Regions from separate parts of the Pan troglodytes genome. Here regions 2 and 3 are each linked to region 1. Evidence: chromatin contacts called from public Hi-C data. All regions are on one chromosome and are shown on one strand. The core of a region is the stretch at or near the end of the contact, and the rest is flanking DNA. Distances in the headings are between cores, read along the strand shown. Region 1 overlaps PLCG1 (phospholipase C gamma 1). Region 2 overlaps LPIN3 (lipin 3). Region 3 has its middle 11 kb from the start of LPIN3.

Region 1 (3,161 bases), core at 348-2,847:
AGGCTCCTCCTCCTCCTCCACTCTTAGGAATGTCAGTAGCTCCTTGGAGTCTCCTGTGCCACTGGCTGAGGCAGCCTCTCTCTCCAAGGGGCTTCGGCCATGGTCCTGGCCCCACAAGATGGAAGGATCCATCTCCAGAAGTCAGGGCCAGATGTGTGTGCTTAATGCGAAACACAGTACAGTTTTTGCCTTCATCCAGAGCTGGGGCACGGAGGCCCAAAACAGTAATAACATCTCATTAATGGCTTGGTTTCTGTCTAGCATTCACTGCTGGAATCCAGGCTTCAGGCTGCGAGACCCGGAAGGCCGCCACAGGGGGCTGCTTCCAAAGAACCCAGTTCGCGGCATTCTACAAGGCGCACAGCACCTGCTGCTCTCCAACGAGGCTGGGGTACAACTAGAGGCGGTTGTCTCCATTGACCCGAGTCCTTCTTGGGGCCCTGGACAGAAGGGAAGAGTGTCCTTACTGGCAGGCAGGGCCTTGCAGCCCAATGCCAGACAATATTACAACTTTTCTACCCAGGAGAAAGAAACACTGAAGAAGGAGGACCTAGCCACTGCCTTCCTGGCTCTAGCACCCCTCCATCTTCCTCACCTTCGTTCTCGACTGTCAAAATGGTCTGCGAGATGCTCCTGGGAGATGCGGAAGTCCTCAAACGGCTGCTGGTAGCGGGATTCAAAGGAGCCTTCCCGGGCTCGGCCGTGAAACAGCTGGCCTGTGGCATCTGAGCCCCGCTCCCGCAGGGACGTACCACTGAAGGGACTGAGGTCACCATTCTCCTGCTTCAACGAAGCCAGGTGCACAAGAGGGTCAATGACTCCTCTGCACTTCTGGAGGCTGCTGCCTGGCTCTCCTCCCACCTACCCCAGGCCAGCCCACCCCTGCTGCAGATACCTTGGCAGGGAAAATGTCAATCTTGATCAGCAGGGAGGCCAACTCCAGGTCCTCACTGTAGTTATTCTTCAAAGGCACTGCTCTGTATCCTAGGAGGAGGAAAAGCCTGGCCCTCAGCCCACGAGGGACAGAGCAAGGGGCCCAGCCCCACCCTGCCAGCAAGATTGCAGGGGCACTGCCTCCAGGAATGGTCCTCACCTGTCTTCAGGCCTTTTACTGGGAAAGTAGCCTGAGCCAGGAAATTCTGGTCACTAAACATGTCTTCCTCATACACCACGAAGCGCAGAAAGGCAAATTCAGGGTTACTGATCTGGAAGTGGAAGGGCTTGGCTGGCCATACAGGGTTGAGTCCATTGTCCACTGTGAAGGCAACGACAAAAGGCTTCAGGTCACCCTGGGAGAGGATGGGATGACTGGTGGGGAGAGGCTTGCAGTGCCCCAGCAGGATGAGGAGGATGACTGGGAAGACAGACTGACCCACAAACTCTGTCTTCTGCTTGGTGCTGTCATACTCAGCTCCAGCCACCTCAATCTCCACAAAAGGACACACAATGCCTCGGCCATTCTTTGGCAGATGTCGGGCCCCCAGCACCTGTAGGCAGACAAAGAAGGGCCTGGGATTGTCCCTCCTGCTCCCTCCAATCCCCCACTGCGGAGGCTCAGGCAGCATCTGTGGAGTGGAGGCAGCGCGCCCTCTGCTGGGCCCCCGGGACACTGCCCATGGAGTCCCTCACAACATCAGGGACCCTAAGCTGTCCAGAGCAGCTGCTGCCTGTAGTTTATCTGAAGTCTGAGCTTTAGCCAAAATTTCCATGTGAGTTTTGCAATCTACTTCATGTTAAATCCATTACTATTTTAACACAGAAATCTTTTAAATGACCTCCCCTTAGGGAAAAAAAAGATCTCATCAGAACAAAACAAGTCATCAGAACAAGTCACACCATGGCTCTGCACGTCCTAGATGCATAGTGACTGCATGCTATCTTCACCCCTTCAAAGACTCAGCTCAGGCCCCACCCACCCTGACCACCTTGATGCCTGAAAATACCTACTTTTGGAGAACTCAACATAAACAGACTCCAACGGCAAGCAGCCCCTTTCCTACCCTGAAGCCCAGATGAGCAGCACCCACCTCAATAGAGATGGCACATGGCTCCAGCCCGCGGAGGCTGCTCTTGTCAAAGGGGTCGAAGGCCTCATCCCGCATGGTGCTTGGCTGCAGCACGTAGCCACAGTGCCTGCCCGTCATGAAGAGGGCCTGGTTCATCTGCATAGGCTTGTCTGGAAGAGGCAGATTATGGTGTATTCCAGTCCAGCTGCCCCACAGTGCCCCTCCCCACCCTCCTCACAGGGGACTTCCTCACCAGGGGTCTGGAAGTTGAGGGCCACAAGCTGACTGCCACAGATCCACATGGGCAAAGGATCGTAGTTGGAGGAATCCAGTCGCTGGCCCTTGGGGTAGATGCGGGAGAGCTGCAGTCGATTGTACTGAAGGAACTTCTTGCCTTTGGCCTTGTTCACGTATTTCTCAGCCTTGGTTTCCGGGAAGGATGACATGTCCCGGTAGCAAGCACGTTCTGTGCCAATCTCTGGGCCAAACAGGGAAAACACTTACAGAGCCCGCCCACCCAGGAAGTGTTGGGGGGATACCTAAATACTCTTTTTGCACCCACCAGGCCCTCCAGGCACATGCACACCCCGCCTGGGCCCTGGCCCTTACTCTCTTCATCGAAGGGAACAGGCCGGCAGTAGACGACAAGTTCAGAGAGCTCCAGGGCAATCTTCTTCCTCCGTTCCATTATCTTCCCTTCAGTGAGCTGGTGACACACACAAGGCCCTGTAGCCCCAGGCTACAGCCCTGCCCAGGAGAAGGAAGCCCCTGCCAACCTTGGGCATGCCCATACTGCAGGTGCTCTGGGCCCCTCTCCCACCTTCCCCTGTACCTTCCAGACACCACACCCAACAGTAAATGAGAGAGCTCTGGCCTCAGCCTCATCCTGAAATCATCTTTCCTCTTTTCTGTCCCAGAGGACACATTTGCCCTCCAACCCTCTTAGGGGGGGTGGGGGATACAGACTCCTCATCACCACCAATGTTCCCAGTGACCTTCCAGGGATCCTGGAATTGGCCACACTCCCAAATGACACTTTCTGGCCATTTATTACCCAGCCTCATCCTGGGGTAAAAATGATTCTTCTGTGTTACCTGTGACTGCACTGGGGATACAGGCCCCTGGCTTGGTTTCCATCTGTGTCCTAAGGATGAT
Region 2 (3,161 bases), core at 241-2,740, 180 kb before region 1:
ACATCTGTTAGTGATGCTCTTTGGGCAAGCCAAGAACAATAGGCCATGCCAGGTCAGTGTGGTGCCTTGGATTGCTCCCAGAGGGGCAGGTGCAGGTTGGCACAGGCTGGCACTGCCCAGGAGGGCACCATCCTCCATGAGTAGGGGAAGGTGGCTGGGAAGACCAGGGAAGAGGTTCTGGGAAGAGTAAAGAGGCTAGGCATACCGTCATTCCTTTCCCCCTCTGGGCTTCATACATGCTGTTCCCCACCCCTGGCCAGCTCAAGGCCCACCCATCCTTCAATCTCTGCACAGCGGGCACTTGCTTATCAAACCCCCTTGCCATGGGCTCTGCAAGCACTGCACACCCGTCCTTCCCAGTGCTCAGGACTGAATTATATTCATCTGGATGAGTCTTTGGTTAACTTCGTCTTCCTTTGAGAGCAGGGATAATTTTGTTTCGTTTATTCATGACTGTCCCCAGCCTAGGCCTGGGACATAGTAGGTACTCAAGAAATGTGTGCAGATAAAGAAAGTAAGCACCCTTCAGCCCAGCCTGGAGGAATAGTCTTCAGGCAAGGTGAAGGGTGCAACTTCCATTTCCCAAACCCCGTATTTCAGATCCAAAGGCTTCCCCATATTTCAGATGCAAAGGCCTCCTGCTAAAGACATGTCCTTGTTTAAGCATCTGTTGGATTTTTCTTCCCCTCTGGTTTGTCCTGAGCTCCTCTGAAGTCAAGTTTAAATACAACAGGATTCAGCCATGGCCAGGAAACCAGGGAAGGGTGAGGCAAGGCTTCAGGGACCTGTGTCGCCTCTCCCAGAGTGAGTCTTGCAGCCAGCTAGCCCCTGGCTCCCAGGCCCATCTCTGCTCACCCTTCACTTCCTTGCCAAGGGTCTCCGTGCCCTGAGTCTATGGCTACCTTCCCCAGCAGGGGCAGTGGTGCTCTAACCATTACCTTGGGCAAGTTTTTCTGGAAGGCTTGCAGGGAGAGGATCATGGGGGCAGCCACAGCCCAGTTATAATGCCTAGAGAGACAGAACAGGGCATCAGGCTGCAGCAGCTGCAGGGTTGTGCAGAGGGAAATGACTCTCCGGCTGCCAGCAGCCCCAGCTCTGGGACTTACTTTCCATTGATTTTCACCACTAGGTTTGGGTCATCCAAAAGTCCGGGGTTTTTGGTGAGGTCCTGGTAAGAGACGCTGTGCTGGTTGAATTTCTCTGGGCACAGAGGCAGAGTGAGGGGTGAGGCTGGCACATTCCATGTGACCCGCTGCCCCAGCCCCCTGGTGCTCCCCACTCTGCTGCTCACCTCCTGTCGGTTGGCTTTGTAACCTGGCAGTGCTCCTCCCTACCTGTGGTTTTTAAACCTGTTCCCACCCCAGGATTCACAGGATAACTCACAACTTAGCGTCAAGCATTTTGCTTCATGGGGACTTGGGAAGGTCCAGCCCCTGCTGGCGGAGTGTGGGCTGCACAGGGCAGAGAGCTGCAGGGAAGCCCAGCCTCTCACCTCTACTGCCCCACCCTCACGGTCTTCCCTGCCCGCCCCATCCTCTGGGCTCAGCACCAGCCCTCAAAAGGGCTTGGCCATAGTCGAACATACCTAGGGAGATGTCCCGGCTGTCAGCCAGTCCACCACAGAGGGACAGTGCTATTGTATCCACTGTGTCCAGAGTGGGTTCAGGTTCATGTTCAGGGTTGGGGTCCCTCAGGGACTTCTGACTGCTGGGTTCACTCCATCTTCTGGCCCCCAGCCCAGAGTCACTGCAGGCAAAGGGGCCAACAATGACAATACGAGGTGGGCGGGAGATGGGTCCTACCTCCTCACAGGCCCTTGATAGTGGACCCTTGGCCCCAGGAGCCCAGACCCAAGACACCCTGGCATCCAGAACCCAGGCACCTTTGGGGGAAGTAAAGCGCTGCATTCTCAGAGTCCAGGGAGGGCAAGTCATCCAGGTAGATGTCACTGGGGCCCAGGTGCTGGCTTCTCTTTGGGGAGCCTGAGAGTTGAAGAGAGGATATCTGTAGAGCTGACATGTGCTCAGCAGTGTGGACAGTAAGTGCCCTCTGACTCTGAATTCTCTAAGGCAGTGCTGCCCAGCAGAACCTTCTGCAGTGATACAAATGTCCCATGTCTGCACTGTCTGATATATTAGCTGCTAGCCACATGTGGCTATTGAGCACACTTAAAATGTGATCACAGTGTGACAGAGAAATGGAATTCTAGGCTGGGCGTGGTGGCTCACACCTGTAATCCCAGCACTTTGGGAGGCTGAGGCGGGTGGATCACAAAGTCAGGGGATCGAGACCATCCTGGCCAACATGGTGAAACCCCATTTCTACTAAAAATACAAAAATTAGCTGGGCGTGGTGACATGTGCCTGTAGTCCCAGCTACTCAGGAGGCTGAGGAAGGAGAATCACTTGAACCCGGGAGGCAGAGGTTGCAGTGAGCCGAGGTCGCACCACTGCACTCCAGCCTGGGTGACAGAGCGAGACTCCATCTCAAAAAAAAAAAAAATGGAATTTTATATTTTAATTGCAATTAATTTAATTTAATTTTAATTTTTAATTTTTATTTATCTGTCACCCAGGCTGGAGTGCAGTGGTGTGATCACATGATCATAGCTCGCTGCAGCCTTGAACTCCTGGGTTCAAGTGACCCTCCTGCCTCAGCCTCCTCAGTAGTTGGGACTACAGGCACATGCCACCGTGCCTGGCTAGTTAAAAAAAAATTTTTTTTTTTTTTTTTGTAGAGATGGGTTCTCACTACATTGCCCAGGCTTGATCTTGAACTCCTCAAGCAATCTTCCCACCTCAGCCTTCCAAAGTGCTGGGATTACAGGCATGAGCCACCATGCTGTCCCTAATTTGATTTTAAATAGCCACATATAGCCAGTGGCTACTGATTTGGACAGCACAGGTCTCGTGCTTTCCTAGCACTTTTAGATAAACCTGAGCTTGTGAGCTGGAGCCATCTGAGTCTGCTCATCTCCCCAACTTCCTATCCCGGCCGTCTTCCATTTCTTGCTCAAGGCACGCCAGCTGCTTTCAGTTTCTGGACATGAAACTTCTCTCCAGCCTTACATCCCTGGCACATACTGTTTCCTCTGCCTAGAATTCCCTTCCCCTGCTCCTCACTTGGCTGAATCTTCATTATCCATGTCTCAGCTCCAACAT
Region 3 (3,161 bases), core at 202-2,701, 160 kb before region 1:
TCTGGGAACTCATCCATGTACTAGGCCTGCACCATGGCTGCAGATGCTAACAGGCAGAGTGGGGCTAGAGAGGGGAGGCTGCATGGAAGGGCTGCCACTGGGAGTGAGGTGCTGTTGTGATTAGAACTCAAGGCTCTCAGGAGCTGGACAAAAGGTAGAAACTGTTGTTATAGATGAGGAAAAGGAAACCAATTATTGAGTACACTTAAAGTATACTTGGTCAGATGCAGTGGTTCATGTCTTTAATCCCAACACTTTGGGAGGCTGAGATGGGAGGATCGCTTGAGCCCAGGATTTCAAGGTTGCAGAGCTGTGATTACACCACTGCACACCAGCCTGAGTGACAGCGTAAGACTCTCTCTTTAAAAAAAAAAAAAAAAAAGCACACTGGCTGTTTCCTCTGCCCAGAAGTTTCTTTCCCTAGATGCCTACCTGGCTGGCTCCCTCACTAACCTCAAGACCACACCAATGTCCATGAAGTCTACCCTGACCATGCCCAGACACCTCTCTGTGCTCTAATCTTTTCCAGTAGCCCTAACAACTTCCTTGAGTGCTAATTTACTTCTTGAGGATGTCTGGTATGTGTGTGTCTCCCTCCAAAAGAATGCAGGCCCCGTGAGGACAAGACATCTGATCTGTCTTCACTGACAGTTCCTAAGAACAGTCTGGGGCCGGGCACGGTGGCTCACGCCTGTAATCCCAACAGTTTGGGAGGCCAACACGGGTGGATCACTCGAGGCTAGGAGTTCAAGACCAGCCAGGCCAAGATGGTGAAACCCTGTCTGTACCAAAAATACAAAAATTAGCCAGGTGTGGTGGTGCATGCCTGTAATCCCAGCTACTGGGGAGGCTGAGGCGGGAGAATTGCTTGAACTGGAGGTGGAGGTTGCAGTGTGCCGAGATGGTGCTACAGCACTCCAGTGAATGAGACTCCGTCTCAAAAAAACAAACAAAAAGCATCTGGCACATAGTAGGTCTCTGATAAAGATTAGTGAGTGAATGTCCACATCTTTAAAGGTTTTGCCTGTACTTTGAAGTCTCCGTTCCTTGGGGCTGCCTCTTTGCCCAGTACTCTTGACCCTGTCCCAGGTGATATGACCTGTTGCCCAGTGTCTGCCTGATCAGTAGGGTCTTCCTAGAGTGCCAGCGTTTTGACCTCCATGTGTCCCCACTAAATTGCCAGCATGTGTGAAATACTAAATTCCAGCTGTTTTTGTTTTTGCAGGGCAAGAGGGTTAAAGAAGGAGTAGGAAGAGGGGGAGCTGATGAGAGGAGCAATGGTCAGAGTGGAGGGGGTGGAGAGAGAATACAGTCACAGATTTCCCCACCCCATCAACTTTCCAAGCAGCTCAGAGCGGCAGCAGAGCTGCGAGTGAGGGCTGCGCACCACATATCCGGAGCTGTGTGCCACGTGGCAGAAGCTGTCCCGTTGAGTCATGGGATGTACTGCTGCACTGCTCTAGAGTTTGGTGTGTAGAGTATTTTTGGTTTTTACAGTCCAGCTCTCTGTGTAATGACTTCCTTCCCGTGGCCTTGTTCATCGAGGTGTCCCTGAACGACTAGCTGAGTCACAACATTCCTTGCAGCTTAAAACACTGACCCAAGGCAGTTTCTCCATGTAGTTAGGGACTTAGAAGGCTGCCAGGGAGTGCCTAGGGAAGACAGTCTGTAGTGCTCCTGTCTCTAACAGGCACCCCTCCCCGAAAACATTTAAAAAGCAAGTGAAAATAGAGAACAAATTCCATCTGTTAAGTCACTAGGAAATGGCCTCAGCCCTGCCACAACCTGAAGAATAATTTGTCGGTGACCATGAAGTCAATTTCAAATTGAATCGGGGCACCAGGAATCAACATCCATCGTCTCAGTGTTACTGCAACGCGAAGGGTCAGAAACCCACGTGAAGAGATTGGACTGGTGGGAATATAAACTTGCTCAGCCCTTCTATAAAATAAGCCAGTAGTTCTGAGTAAAATTAAGTATGCATAGGGCTCAGTAGTGTAGCAGCCTGGAAATACATCTTGAAGAAAGTTTGCTCAGATCCACAAGAAGACAAGCAGGAGGTTATTTGTTACAGTGTTAATGGCATACAGGAACTAGAGGCAAAGGAACTAGGGGATGAGTTAGTAAAATGTTGTGGATACATACCTTGGAATTCTACATGAAATAGACATAAAACAGCATGGATGGAATTTATAGTGTTAAGTGGAAGAAAACAGTAAAAGATTTAAAACACAAGGCCAGGCGTGGTGGCTCATGCCTGTAATCCCAACATTTCAGGAGGTCAAGGAGGGAGGGCTGCTTGAAGCCAGGATTTTGAGATCAACCTGGGCAACAAAGCAAGAGGCTGTCTGTACAAAAAAAATTTGTTTAATTATCTGGCTATGGTGGTGCATGCCTGTAGTCCTAGCTACTCTGGAGGCTGAGGCAAGAGGATTGCTTGAGCCCAAGAGTTGGAAGCTGCAGTGAGCTATGATCACACTACTGTGCTCCAGTCTGGGCAGAGGAGTGAGACCCTGTCATGCCAAAAAAAAAAAAAAAAAAAAAAAAAGGTGGGGAGAGATTTAAAACACAACCTTTTTTCAGTTTTACTGAGGTATAATTGATGTATAATAAAACACATATCTAGGCCAGGCGCAGTGGCTCATGCCTGTAATCCCAGCACTTCGGGAGGCCGAGGCGGGCGGATCACAAGGTCAGGAGATCGAGACCATCCTGGCTAATGTGGTGAAACCCCGTCTCTACTAAAAAATACAAAAAATTAGCTGGGCGTGGTGGTGGGCGCCTGTAGTCCCAGCTACTCGGGAGGCTGAGGCAGGAGAATGGCGTGAACCCGGGAGGCGAAGCTTGCAGTGAGCAGAGATGGCGCCACTGCACTCCAGCCTGGGCGACAGAGTGAGACTCCATCTCAAAAAACAAAACAAAACAAAAAAACACATATCTAAAGTGTACACTGAGTTTTGATGTGTGTACCTGTGAAATGATCACCACAATCAAGGTAATAAGTATATTAATCACACCCAGAATTATGAAGTTTCCATCACCCCCTAAATTATGAAGTAGGTCTCTATGTATTAAAATATGTTTAACAGATGTTTAGCAGCTACTGTTAAGTTTTAAAAAGGTAAACAATACATGTAATATAATACCATATTTATAATAAA

Evidence for each region. Hi-C and Micro-C count contacts between places; a contact is called where the count stands out from the background.
Region 2: a contact with region 1 is called in a Hi-C map of induced pluripotent stem cells, with 1.9 times the contacts expected there. The contact joins two enhancer-like sites. A contact is called at or near these places in 2 of 7 Hi-C or Micro-C datasets (induced pluripotent stem cells and a lymphoblastoid cell line).
Region 3: a contact with region 1 is called in a Hi-C map of stem cell-derived neural progenitor cells, with 3 times the contacts expected there. The contact joins two enhancer-like sites. A contact is called at or near these places in 4 of 7 Hi-C or Micro-C datasets (blood, induced pluripotent stem cells and stem cell-derived neural progenitor cells), 1 of 1 datasets of contacts at active chromatin or transcription factors (stem cell-derived excitatory neurons) and 1 of 1 other capture datasets (stem cell-derived neural stem cells).

Annotation. Positions count from the first base shown.
Region 1 is chr21:47,439,342-47,442,502 of NHGRI_mPanTro3-v2.0_pri, reverse strand. It overlaps PLCG1 (phospholipase C gamma 1), which reads right to left. Exons shown (of 33, transcript XM_054674891.2): 26 at 2,616-2,712; 27 at 2,260-2,484; 28 at 2,028-2,176; 29 at 1,373-1,487; 30 at 1,094-1,255; 31 at 896-984; 32 at 596-783; 33 at 1-440. The coding sequence ends at 398. Among named protein-coding and RNA genes, the nearest start is that of PLCG1, 37 kb to the right of the region's middle. Within about 2 kb of position 1,597, at least 9 of the 24 cell types and tissues checked have an H3K27ac peak or open chromatin away from gene starts, as enhancers often do. A contact at or near this core is called in induced pluripotent stem cells, stem cell-derived neural progenitor cells and stem cell-derived neural stem cells, where this site is marked.
Region 2 is chr21:47,619,325-47,622,485 of NHGRI_mPanTro3-v2.0_pri, reverse strand. LPIN3 (lipin 3) reads right to left here. Exons shown (of 21, transcript XR_010154026.1): 8 at 1,883-1,982; 9 at 1,586-1,746; 10 at 1,107-1,200; 11 at 939-1,008. Among named protein-coding and RNA genes, the nearest start is that of LPIN3, 11 kb to the right of the region's middle. Within about 2 kb of position 1,490, at least 1 of the 24 cell types and tissues checked has an H3K27ac peak or open chromatin away from gene starts, as enhancers often do. A contact at or near this core is called in induced pluripotent stem cells, where this site is marked.
Region 3 is chr21:47,596,716-47,599,876 of NHGRI_mPanTro3-v2.0_pri, reverse strand. It overlaps the pseudogene LOC100609032. Among named protein-coding and RNA genes, the nearest start is that of LPIN3, 11 kb to the left of the region's middle. Within about 2 kb of position 1,451, at least 7 of the 24 cell types and tissues checked have an H3K27ac peak or open chromatin away from gene starts, as enhancers often do. A contact at or near this core is called in stem cell-derived neural progenitor cells and stem cell-derived neural stem cells, where this site is marked.